2 separate regions of the Macaca mulatta genome follow, and region 2 is linked to region 1. A link is a contact called in public Hi-C data. All regions are on one chromosome and are shown on one strand. Each heading gives the region's core, a stretch centred on a gene start, on an enhancer-like site or on the middle of the called end of the contact. The rest is flanking DNA. Distances are from core to core; before and after follow the strand shown. Region 1 has its middle 130 kb from the start of PRDM13. Region 2 has its middle 19 kb from the start of PRDM13.

What was found. A called contact is a pair of places that touch in the nucleus more often than the background predicts.
Region 2: a Hi-C map of fetal cortex germinal zone shows a contact between it and region 1, with 4 times the contacts expected there. The contact joins two enhancer-like sites. A contact is called at or near these places in 2 of 14 Hi-C or Micro-C datasets (fetal cortex germinal zone and liver).

The regions. Positions count from the first base shown.
Region 1 is chr4:86,126,742-86,133,432 of T2T-MMU8v2.0, reverse strand. No RefSeq gene overlaps it. Among named protein-coding and RNA genes, the nearest start is that of PRDM13, 130 kb to the left of the region's middle. Within about 2 kb of position 2,497, at least 7 of the 40 cell types and tissues checked have an H3K27ac peak or open chromatin away from gene starts, as enhancers often do. A contact at or near this core is called in fetal cortex germinal zone, where this site is marked.
Region 2 is chr4:86,273,227-86,279,917 of T2T-MMU8v2.0, reverse strand. No RefSeq gene overlaps it. Among named protein-coding and RNA genes, the nearest start is that of PRDM13, 19 kb to the right of the region's middle. Within about 2 kb of position 3,802, at least 13 of the 40 cell types and tissues checked have an H3K27ac peak or open chromatin away from gene starts, as enhancers often do. A contact at or near this core is called in fetal cortex germinal zone, where this site is marked.

The DNA of each region.
Region 1 (6,691 bases), core at 1,248-3,747:
AAAAGAGGGAGTGTATCAGCTTACCCAGAAGTAGACTGGAAGGGGAAGAGTGTCCTGGAGCTTGAAAACTCTCTGTAGACAAACATCAGAAATTATAGATACAACCACAATTGGAAAGATAGATTTACAAGGAAGCATAATATGTGACCCTAAGACAATAATTTTGAAAAACTAGAGAAAATGAATTATTTCCTAGGAAAACACTAGTATTGATTCCCCCCAAAATATAAAATCACGATGGACCAATCACTGTGGAAGAGATCAGAAAAGTAAAGATCTATCATTACAAAGGCACCAAGCCCAGACAATTTTACTACTAAGGACTAGCCAACTTGTAAAGATCAGTTAACTCCTAGATGATACTAATTTAGAATTATAAGATGACAAAAATTACATAAATGCAAAGTCACTGAAGAAAAGGTTACTACCAAACAGCAGGATAGTAAAAGAACAATCACTTCATAGAGTTTATTTCAGGAATCAAAGAATGGTTCAAGGTTAGACATCTAGCAATAGAAATATTCATACTAGTGAATTAAAGGAGATAAACCATCTAATTATTTCAAGTTACTTCAAATATGATAAAATTTAGTAGTTACTCCTTATAAAAACTGCAGGAGTGGATGAAAATAACTGAAACACAATAGCGATGAATTACCCACAGTCAATAAAAACTACATTAATTGGTGAAATACTTGAGGCTACTTCTATTAGTAATTAAACAATGAATTACTTAGTAATTAGTGCTTGTTTAAAATTCACATTTCCAGTCCTTGCTCCCACCGTTGAGATCCTTAATCAGAAGGTCTCCAACAGAAGGGAGCTCAATTTTCAAGTAACACTATTACATAGCATTGACTTAAAGATTCTTTATTCTTTAAATCTGCCACTCACAGTATTCTTTCAAGATTAGACATGAATTGGTGAATATCACAGATGACAGCCACTAATGCCAGGTTCTTAAGTGGGAAAATATGAGATGTTAGGTCTTTTTTTTTTTTTTTTTGAGGAGGTCTTGCTTTGTCACCTAGGCTGGCATGCAGTGGCATGGTTACAGGGCTCACTGCAGCCTCGACCTCCCAGGTTCAAACAAATCCTCCCACCTCAGCCTCCTGAGTAGCACATGCCACCATGCCCAGCTAATTTTATTTTTTGAAGAGATAGGATCTTCCTATATTGCCCAGGCTGGTCTCGAGCTCCTGGGCTCAAGCAATCCTTCTGTCTTGACCTCCCAAACTACTGAGATTACAAACATGAGCCACAGTGCCTGGCCTTAGATGTTAGGTCTTTATGGGAGAAGCCAAGATGGAGGTGAGATGTGATAGGTAGTGAACAGAGACAGAGCAGGTGGATGCTGCGTGGGGCGCAGGGAGAACTATGGGCCAGGAGGCAAGTCGGAAGGGATGGCTTTGTGTGGACAAAAAGTAGAGAAATACAAGAAATACCTGGGAAAATTTTTAGAAGTCCAATTCAAGAGTCAGAATGGTGGATAGATGACAAAAGGTGGTTGGTACAGCTGTTTTTGCTTCAGGAGTGAGTGGTTTGACAAAATTCTTTAAAAATCATAAGTTTATCATCGTTGATGCAAATAGTAAGTGCATTGCAGTCCAGGGGCTTCTGCTTGGCAATAAATTCCTCTAAAGTCATTTTTGAAGGGATGAGTCTTTGAGCTGTTGCCAAGGCTAGAAACAGTTTCTACTCTTGCTTTGATATCTTTAGTGTGCTAACATTCGAATGCAATATTTCAGATGTGTGGGGAATGCAGGAAGGGATAGGGTTGGGTATTGTGGTCACAGGAGTGCCTGGATTGGAGCTGATGATACAAATGTGCCACTTCTTTGGGGATTCATGTTTTAGAGCTGTGTTTCTCACCAGCTGTATTAGAACAACCTTAGATATTTCTTGAAAATTGAGCTCTGTTCTGTTGCAGACCTTCTTGTTAAGAATCTCAAGGGTGACAGCGGGGAATGGAAATGTGAATTCTAAACAGGTTTCTCAGGTGTGTCCTAAGCACCCTCAAGCTTGAGATACTAGGAGAGATAAACAGCAGAACAAATGTGCTCAGAGTGTTTTTTGTTTAAAATCTTGCTCTTTCACATTGTCTTTTTATTATGCTTTTATGTGACGTGTCTTTTACTCATAAAACACTTTTAATTTTATTGTTATTATTTTTTAATACAGAGTGTCACTGTGTTGCCCAGCCTGATATCTAACTCCTGAGCTCAAGCAATCCTGCTTTGGTCTCCCAAAGTGCTGCAATTATGGGCGTGAGCCACCGCGCCCAGCCACAATCTATTTTTGATGATAACAAGGTGTCCAGTTGTGTAATGTTCTTAGTCTGGTGTCAAATTTGAAGAGATGACTTGCAAACATTTGGCTACTCGACCCACACTGCCATCTAGTGAAATTTGTATAAATTACAGCCAGCTGTAGCACAAGTACTTTAGTGTTGGGGAGGTTAGGGCTAGGCAATTCATGTATGATGCAAATGAATTCACTTCCTGAATAGATGTGCTTTCACAATGATTAGTCTCACTGTCAGGGGACTATGGCTATTACATTACAACATTGCTTTGTAAGTATTTAGAATTTATTTGTTGGCTTTTTTCCCCCTTATATATTTTGTATCTGTCTGTTTGTCCATTCTGGTGGTGGTTAGTTATAATTTGTTCAGAACATTATGAATAAGAACCCTAAGTACTTTATAAAATTTTTACCTTTAATAAGTATGAGTTTTCATTGAAGTTGAAGACATTTTGTGAATAATTCTTTAAATACTTTTTGTTAATTTAAAGGGAAAAAAGGGGAAAAAACCCTCATATTAGGACATTTTTGAGAGAATACGTGCTAGATTTTAATAAAATTGAAGCATATGAATTAATATTAGCATTTACATATTGTATAAGAAACATGTATGTTTTAATAAAATTTACTATACTATCACAGTATTAGTATCAATTGAAAATCTTCTAATATATGTTAGTAGTCAGTTGAATAAGGTACTGAAATATTACAGACCCATAAACTCAATATTGTCTTGTGGTTCATGAATAAAAATAATTATAGTTATTATTTAAGCTTTGTGAAAATATTCATGTATATGGTTACATAGTCATATTTACGTATACATAATTATCCTATTACTGTCAAAGTATATGTAATGAAATCACAAGTGTACTTCATTACTCTTACATAATTGCAGGTTCAGATATATAGTAACAAAAGTATTTAAGTTTTATAGATAATAAAATATGACAATCTTTTTCATAATCCATTTGGACCTAATAGAGAATGCTTTAATGATAGCTTATATTAAGATCTGTGGGTGTGGTGGCTCAAACCTGTAGTCCCAAAACTTTGGGAGGCCGAGGCCAGTGGATCACTTGAGCCCAGGAGTTCAAGACCAGTCTGGGAAAAATAGTGAAACCTCATCTCTACAAAAAATACAGAAATTAGCCAGGTGTGGTGGATACGCCTTTAGTCCCAGCTACTCAAAAGGCTGAGGTGGGAGGATTGCTTGAGCCTGGGAGGCCAAGGTTTCAGGGAGTGGCGATGGTACCATTGCACTCCATTCAACCTTGGGCGACAGAGTGAGACTTTGTCTCAAAAAAAAAAAAAAATCTGGCTGTGATTAGGTTAACATTAAAAAAGTTTTGGATAAGAAAAAAGGGGTAAAGAGTCTTAACAGGGGTAATGGGATGAATGGTTCTCACTTCTTTATTTTCTTGAAATAGTTGAAATCCCAGGAATTGTATTGTTTTTTCTGATTTTAAAAGGATCACACACTGACAACTTTGTTTTGTTCCCTACGTTTCCTGACACCTAGAAGATCACTTGGCACATTGTATGTGCTTAATAAATATTAGCTGATGAACCCAGGAGGCGGAGGTTGCAGTGAGCCAAGATCGTGCCACTGCACTCCAGCCAGGGTGACAGAGTGAGACTCCATCTCAAAAATAAATAAATAAATAGTAAAACAATTTAGCTGAGTGCATAAACGAATAATAAATGTTCAATATAGAGCAAGACTCCCTAATTTAATGCTGTAGAGATAATCACTGTTAACAATTTGCTATATATTTCTCTAAATTTTTAAATTCATGTTAACCTGTATATTATCTTAGAAAAAAAGACTACATTCTGTATACTTTTGCAACATTATCTTTTGCTTAGCAGTATCTATGCCAGTAGTAATATCTATATTTACCTCACTTATTGGACATATAGTATTTAATTATATGAATATGAATAAGTCATCACATATCTAGTCAGCCTTCCTCTGGGACATTTGGTTTACTTCTGGTGTTTTTTATCTCCAAATATAAACTATGGTGTAACAAACATCTGAGTAAATGTATTTTCATGTACAAAAATCTGTGTGTACAGTTGACTCTTGAACAATGTGGGAGTTAGGAATGCTGATCGCCGCACCCCAACCCCAGGTCCCCGTGGAGTAGAAAATTCATGTATACCTTTTGACTTCCCAAAAATGTAACTAATAGCCTACTGTTGACTGGAAGCCTTGCTGATAACAGAAACGGTCATTAACACATATTTTGCATGTTATAGGCGTTATATACTGTACTCTTGCAAAAAACTAGTGAAAAGAAAATATTAAGAAAATAATAGAGAAGAGAAAATATGTTTACTATTCATTAAGTGGAAGTGGATCACCATAAAGGTCTTCATCCTTATCTTCATGTTGAGTAGGATGAGGAGGAAGAGAAGGAGAAGGAACTGTTGGTCTTGCTGTCTTGGGGTGGCAGAGGTGGAAGAAAATTCCAGTACAGGCTGACCTGTGCAGTTCAAACCTGAGTTGTTCAAGGGTCAACTACATATATGTATGTTTGTGTGTGTGTGTGTCTGTGTGTGTGTGTATAGACACATGAATAGACATGCTATTGTTCAACTAGAGGACATATTCATGAAAGTGGAATTGCTGAGTCACAGGGAATGTCCATTAAAATAACAAATATTGCTAAACTTCCCTCCAAAAGTATGTAACAGTATGGGAATCCCTTTCCTCCAACACTTTTGCCAAAAGCAAATAGAAATTTATCTTAATTGACATAGAAATGAATGGAATGATTGTTATCTATCTGATGAATGACATTTCTAATCTGAATATTCTGTTAAGAAAAAAGTACCTGAGGCCGGGCGCAGTGGCTCAAGCCTGTAATCCCAGCACTTTGGGAGGCCGAGACGGACGGATCACGAGGTCAGGAGATCAAGACCATCCTGGCTAACACGGTGAAACCCCGTCTCTACTAAAAAATACAAAAAACTAGCCGGGTGAGGTGGCGGGCGCCTGTAGTCCCAACTACTCGGGAGGCTGAGGCAGGAGAATGGCGTAAACCCGGGAGGCGGAGCTTGCAGTGAGCTGAGATCCGGCCACTGCACTCCGGCCTGGGCGACAGAGCGACACTCCGTCTCAAAAAAAAAAAAAAAAAAAAAAAAAGAAAAAAGTACCTGATAAGAAGGGCTTAGCCTACTTTATAGGGATTTATGAAAATAATTTTTCCATGATGGACTAACTTTTAAATTTATATTGTGATTAAAGTTCCTTATTATCAAACAGTTTTTGGTTGTTCAAGTTTTAAATAATGTAAGTTTGAAAACTCCAAAATATAAAATAATCTGTGGGGCTCACGTTGTTTCAAAGATTACAGTAATTTATTTTGCACATCACTTTTGAAAACCTAAACCTCTCAGTATAAACATAATAATTTTGCAAATAATGTTTAGTTGATCTTTAAGTAGAATATGTAATTTCATGGAGAAAAGTTTTGCATTTTATGAAAATAGAGTAATCGTTAAGTAGAAAGGCATCAGTCTCACTTTGCAACCTTATTAAAAATCAGTAACCACAGTAACACTTATACTTATTTCTGCTGCTAATTTTTCTAAACATTGGACAAATATATTAAATTGTAAAGAAAAAAGGAAAAATCAAGTAAGACTTTTCTGGTGTGCTCATTTTCTTGGTCTTGCAGTTTGGTGAGAAGGCAACTGGAATATTTGCATGTTGTATTGCATAATGAGACCAACACAAAATGATTGCAGCTCATGTAAAAGACAGGGTGGCATGTTTTCAGTTTTAATGGGGACACTCAGAAAAGTTCCAATTCTTCCTGACATTTCTTATAGCCAAATAAACGTGGTCTAGGTTGGAGTGTCTATTATGAAAATAAGAGGAGAGCAAGTCAATTATATTTCAATGACTGAATAGCCAGGGGTCCTCATTAAAATGATCAGAAAGATTGTAGTGTTGCTTTCCTCTGTGTAGCCACTGATTAAGTTGTATAAGAATGACATGGCCTTTTGGGGAGCAAGCTAGAGGATGTCTTAGTATCTGGAGCCAGAAATTGTTGACCCTTTTGAGAGAGAAATGTGTGCTACCTTAAGACAGAAAAATATTTTTTCTCTTATTGGATGATGAACTTTGGAATTAGGTATATGAAATTAGTTAAGGCTATTGTATAGAAGCTTTAATTTGTGCTATGCTGTAAGAAAAATGCCCTTGAATAAGATAATGATGAAGATACATCTCTTTACATTTATCTCAGTCAGTTAGATCTATTTCACTAGAGTAACATCTACGATGCAAGTGAATGAGTGTGTTTAAAAAATATTTAGTTTATGATTTCACACTATTTTTTTCCTTTTAAAATTTCTACTTATCTGTTTGTGG
Region 2 (6,691 bases), core at 2,553-5,052, 150 kb before region 1:
CAGCCTCCTCCCATGAGTTACAATTTTTTTTAACACTTTAACTTTTACTTTTTTTTTTTTTTTTTTGAGACAGAGTCTTGTTCTGTTGCTCAGGCTAGAGTGCAGTGGCACAATCCCAGCTCCTGCAACTTCCACCTCTTGGGCTAAAATGATCCTCCCAACTCAGCCTCTGAGTAGCTGAGACCACTGGTGCATGCCACCATGACCAGCTAATTTTTGTATTTTTTATAGAGATGAGGTTTCACCATTTTGCCCAGGCTGGTCTCGAACTTCTGTGCTCAAGCGATCCACCCACCTTGGCCTCCCAAAGTGCGGGGATTACAGGTGTGAGCTACCATACTCAGCCCACAAATGTTCTTAATGGCTATGACAAATGATGAATCCTTTCCAGAAGATTTTCAATTTACACTGCCAAGATCCATCAGAGGAATCACTATTTATGGCAGCTACAGCCTTAAGAAATATAGTTATTAAATAATAAGACTTGAAAGTAAAAATTAACTGTGTGATCCATGGGCTGCAAAATAGATGTTGTATTAGCAGGTATGAAAACAACATTAATCTCCTAATACATCTTCATCAGAGCTCTTGGGTGACCAGGTACATTGTCACAATGAGCAGTAATATTTTGAAACAAATCTTTTTTTTTTTAAGCAGTAGGTCTCAACATGGGCATAAAATATTCAGTAAACTATGCTGTAAATAAATGTGCAGTCATCCAAGCTTTGTTGTTTCATTTATAGAGCACAGGCAGAGTAGATTTAGCTAATTCTTAAGGGCCCTAGGATTTTCAGAATGGTCAGTGAGCATTGGCTTCCACCCAAAGTTAGCTGCATTAACCCCTAACAAGGGAGTCAGCCTGTCCTTTAAAGTTTGAAGCCAGGCATTGATTTCTCTCTAGCTATGAATATCCTAGATGGCATCTTCTTCCAATAGAAGGCTGTTTCACCTACATAGAAAATCTATCGTTGAGTATAGCTACCTTCATCAGCAATCTTAGGTAGATCTTCTGGATAGCTTCCTGCAGCTTCTACATCAGCACTTACTGCTTCACCTTGCACTTTTATGTTTTGGAGGCCACATCTTTCCTTAAATCTCATGAGCCAACCTCTGCTAGCTTCAAACTTTTCTTCTGCAGCTTCCTCACCTCTCTACCCTTCACAGAATTAAAGAGAGTTAGGGCTTTGCTCTGGAGTAAGCTTTGGTTTAAGGGCATATTGTGGCTAGTATGATTTTCTATTCAGACCACTCAAACTTTCTCTGCATCAGTAATAAGGCTGTTCTGCTTTCCTATCATTTGTATGGTCACAGGAACAATACTTTTAGTTTTCTTCAAGAACTTTTCCTTTGCATTCACAACTTGGCTAATGGTTTGGTGTAGGAGGCCAAGCTTTGGGCCTGTCTTGGCTTTCCACATGCCTTCCTCACTAAGCTTACCATTTCTAGCTTTTCATATAAAATGAGAGACTTGCAACTCTTCTTTTCATTTGAACACTTTCACTTTTCACCCTACACTTAAGAGGCCATTGTAGGGTGTAGCTGACCTAATTTCAACATTGTTGTGTCTCAGGGAATAGGGAGGCCAGAGGAGAGAGGAAGTGATGGGGACTGCCAATTTGTAGAGCAGTCAGAGCACACACATTTATCGATTGTGTTTGCTGACTTATATGAATATGGTTCACGGAGCCCTCAAACAATTACAACAATAACACCACAGATTACTGATCGCAGATCACCATAACAGATAAATGGCACCAACAGATGTACTCAACGCAGAGTTGCCACACACTTTCCATAGTAAACAGCACAATATCTCTGAAGCACAATAAAATGAAGTGTGGCTGTAGAATGCTGGAGCCAGGAAGTAATTCCAGACTGTGTCCCTAGACTGTGTATGTCTTCTATATTATACTGATAGTGCCAAGAAGGAACAAAGCGGGTATGTGTCAACGTTGAACATATTAAGGACCAGCAAATAGCACACTTCCACAGGCCTTCCTACTGTGCTGAGCTACTAATAGGTCCTCAATAGATATTTATCGGTTAAGTTTAAAAAATTTTTTCCTGTTGCGGAATGGTGGGCAGAACGCTGAGCTGAGTATCAGACCTGGATGCTAACAAGGGCTCCTCTATTAACCAACTATGTGGTTTTGGATAAGTTACTTATCTGAGGCTCATTTTAAAAATTAGAATAATAATAACTGCTAGGCCTACTTCCTAATATTGGGATTATGTATGGAATTCTTCAGAAAATGTGATTTCTTAAAAAACAAATGAAAAGCTTTACAGACTCAAATTCTAAGTTCAAAGAGGCCCACTAGACAGGGTACCACACTTCTGAAAAAAACAGCTCAACCTCTTAATCACAGACTGTAAACCTAATTCCATATCCAAGTAAAAGTCTGGCTAATAACTCAGGAATCTTTAATTTGGTCTTACTTCCCTGAACTTATTTTCCAGACTTTTTCATCTGACTCCATCATCCCTCCACCCAAACTAATCAGTTTCCCTTCCAAAGTCATTTTCAGGAGCTGAAGTGAAAAAGTGTGCCTCCCAGAGGTTAGACTCTCAGGGGCATTCTGTTCAAAGAACATAGGAAGAAACACTTTGTCCTTTTACTGTTACCTCAGGCCTCACAGGTCTTTTCAAAGCCAGAAGCTAAAGTGGCTTAAGAGAAAGCTAGAAGTATTGGGGTAGTAGTATTCCCACTTCAGGGTGAGATTGTGAGGATGTACCTGTTTTATGATTCTAATTCATTCGATTGGCAGTCCTTGAACTAAATTAAAAACAAATAAAAGTTCATATGATTTAAACTCATGATACTTCTTTGTGAAAAGGGGAAACGGGACATGTCGTTAGCCCCAGCATATTTTTTGTGATGGGGCTTTTACTATGTTGCCCAGGCTGGCCTCAAACTCCTGGATTCAAACTATCCTTCCCTGTAGGTGGAATTACACATGCATGCTACCATGCTTGGCTATGGGCTTGTTTTTAATCGTTGGACGGTCTGGGTGCCCCTTTCACTTTATTCTTTTTTTCCTCTCTTACTTTTTTTCTCTCTCACTTGTTAAGTCTTTGTCCTCTTTGAGTGCTCTTCCAAAAGACTGAAATTGCAGGTTACATTTGTACCTAAAAGATCTTCCTGCCTAGGCAAAGAGAAAATAATACTAAATTCCATAGAAAGCAGGTAATTTGTCCACAGGACACAGAGCTGATCACTGTGGAAAATCCCTGCAATCACACCTTCCATTCTCTCTCCCTCTTTCTCTCCTTTGCCCTTGCTCTCTCCATGTGACGTGCCTGCTCCCCCTTCACCCTCCACCATGATTGTAAGATTCCTGAGGCCTCCCTAGAAGCTGAGCAGATGCCAGCACCATGCTTCCCGTAAAGACTGAAGAACTGTGAGTCAACTATACTTCTTTCCTTTATAAATTACCCGGTCTCAGGTATTTCTTTATAGCAATGCAAGAACAATACCTTATTCTTTTCCCATTCATCCAAACAACTGGAAATTAAGCTTCCTGAGGCCAGAGGTCTTGCGGCGTTTAGGACATAGTGAGCGCTCAACAGACACATGTTAAATGAAAGAACCAATACTTTACTGTGCGCTGCTGTGTGCCCGGTATCGCTCTAGGAGCTGAGCAGAGAGGTAACAACTACACTGCGCTTCCTTTGGAGAGAGACACTGGAGAACTAAAACCGACCCCAGCGCTAAGCGATTTGCCTAATAGAGGGAACGCCGGCTGAGACCAGCGCAAGGCGGGCGCTGGGTGGCGTGCGCGACTGCAAAGTCTGTGCCCAGGTTCTGCTCCTTGGGCTCCTGCTGCGTGAGCCGCTCTGCAGATCCAGCAAAAGACCCGAGAGCGGCCAGATGATTGAACGCCAGATGATTCCTCCCTGAGGATGTGCCCCGGGCGTTCTGCCCTGGCTCCCAGCCACCTCCCGGTGCTCCCGGGTTAGGCCTCACACACCTGTCGACCGCGTCGGCCCAGCTGCGGCCCAGGCCTGTGGGACTTCGGGGAGAGAGGCGGCCCCGGCCCCAGGCTGGGAACCAGAAATGCAGCAGGGCCTCAAAAAGAAACAAAATTCTTTCCCTCGGGGTTGCTGCTGCTGCACAACCTCGCCCAGCCCGCTCTGCGGATCGAGTGTAGATTCGGGTTGGAAGCCGGAGGTAGTGCATAGAGGGCAGCTTCAAAAGCCGAGGCTGCGCTGCTCGGCGCAGGGCGTCTTCCCTCGCGTGCCAGTGCCGGGTGCCGAAGGAACCTCCGCAAGCTGCTTTCATCTCGGTGGGCCGGGGCAGGGTCGAATCGCAGCTGTGGGGGCTTCTCTCCAAGCTTCGATTTGAGCTGGATGGAGACAGAAGAGCCTGAGGTGCCCAGAGGCCAGTCTCACAGAGTGGGGGGCGGGCGGGGTGGGATCAGAAAAAGCTTGAAATTCCTCCCGTACCTTAAACCTAAACAGCTGCGAGAGCCCCAGAGGAGGAAGCTCAGCTGCCGCGGAGAAGCTGGAGGAGGGCTGGGGCGGGGAGGAGTAGCCCCAGCAGCAACAGCAGCCAGCCCTGGGGTGTCCTCTCCCAGTGGTGTCCAGGGCCAGTCTTTGCCAGCCTGCCCGTCCTCGGACGCCTCGGGAACGTACACACACCCTTTTGCTTAAGCAAGGCGCTCTGAAGCCGAATTACGTCTGCCTGGCATCCCCAAACACGAACGGCCCTGCCATGGCTGTGGGCAAATTCAGGGGCGGGGGTATGAGGGGGGGACTAGCAGAGAAAGAGTTAATCTCCCAAGAGGAATATACATCAGTACTCTCCTGTCACTTCCGTTTTATTTAATGGTAATGCTAGACTTCACCAGATATTTCAACTGACCAATTTCAACATTTTCACCTACAGAATTTCCTGGAAGGAAAATAAAACCTTCCTAACAAACATGTTTTCCTGTTTGTGCTTGATAATATTGTCCACTATGGACACAGGAAACCAGTCAACCGTTTATAATCACAGTCATCATTTTGTGGGGCTTTTTCTTAGGGTATGAATACTTATATTGACTGCAGGTTTAGTTGAGCTATAATTGTAACTCTTTGACTAAATAGAATTGATTTTACATAATTAAACCTTTTTAAACAAAAGTAATTGGGCACGATGGCACTCGCAGCTGTCGGGAGGCTGAGGCAGGAGGATCGCTTGAGCCAAGGGGTTTGACTCTCGCCTGGGCAACACAGGGAGATCCTGTCTTTTTTTTTTTTTTTTTTTTAAAGGTAAACAGTAAGCATGAGAAAAAGAATCTTTCAGTCTTCCTAGTCTTCCGCAAGGCAGTGACTGACGTCCCTCAAACCATCGACTTTGGTACATTTTCTCCAGAGGATCAAAACCTAGGCCTGACTCTGGCATGGAGCCTGGAACAATGCAAATAAATTAGACATTGTTTTCCTATGTATGACTGTGCCTTTCTTTGTCGTGGTCACCAGGTTCTCCAGACCTTTTGAAAACTACGTAACAGTTACCTTGCAGTGCTCCTGAAAACACGGGGGAAGTTCATATTTGAGAGGCCTGGGAGGGACTAGGATGATCCTAGTCAAGCACGAGCAGAGCTGCCGCACAGTAAGTGCTCATTGCGTGTTCATGGAAAGCATGAATGATGCTCACACCAAGAGATCTGCTACCAAACTCTTACAGGCGAATGTGAGTGCCAGGATCTCTTTTATTATTATTGATGTCATTATCATCAGTAAAAAAGCATTTAATGAAATTATTTTAAAAGGCTTCTTGCCTAGGGAGCCCAATACTAGATTGGTATAGTCACAGCGGGCACCTGCCTTCTTCCTTCCCCTCCTCGCCTTCCTCCCGCTGCGCGAGCTTAGGCCTAAGGCCAGCTCACTGCGCATTGCCCCCGGCAAGTTAGCGGCGCTCCCGGAGGGGTGTGAGGCGGATCGGAGGCACCAGGTAGGGTGTAGGGCGCGAGCGCGGGGCGGTGGTGCCCAGCGGGGGCGGGGTGCCCACGGACGCAGCCGCCTAGCTCCGACGGCTGTTTCGAGGCAGCTGTTGGCGCCCGCCAGGAGGCGCGTGGCCACTAGCACTTCAGCGCGCGGTTCTCTCTCCTCAGACTGCTTTCTAGGATTTGATATCCCAGGGCCACAGCGACAGAAGCCGATCTCTAAGAAGGCATCCCAGGGCCACAGCGACAGAAGCCGATCTCTAAGAAGGCATAAGCTCGGCCTGAGACTTGGTGGGGAGACAGTGCAGGGAAGAGGTGAAATTCCAGCGCAGAATGGGGGCTCCGCGGGGCCCCGGAATTGAGGAGACAGGAGCGAGGCTTCCCTTTCCGTCCTCGCAGGAAAACAGCCTGACCTACTGGCACGTCCACCCCCAAGAGGAGAGGGACCCCGGCGCGGCGTCCTTACCGTCCCCATCCCCCACTCCCCCCCTCCCCCCGCCAGCAAGCCAGGGCTCTTTTCTTTCCCTGAGTGCCTGGCACGGGGGAGAGGCCCGGCCTCGAGCTTTTTCTGCACGTGAGCTCGGTGGTCCAGCAGAGTCTTCTGGCTCCCGGGAAAGCAGCCTGGCGCCGCCCCAGCACTCAGTCCCCAGATTAGGGATTGGGACGTCAGTCATCGCCTCCAGGGTACTGACCTGGGATGGGGCCGCAGGTATCCCAAGCGCTCCTCTGTCCGTGCTTCCTCAGCGTCTGCGTTTCCA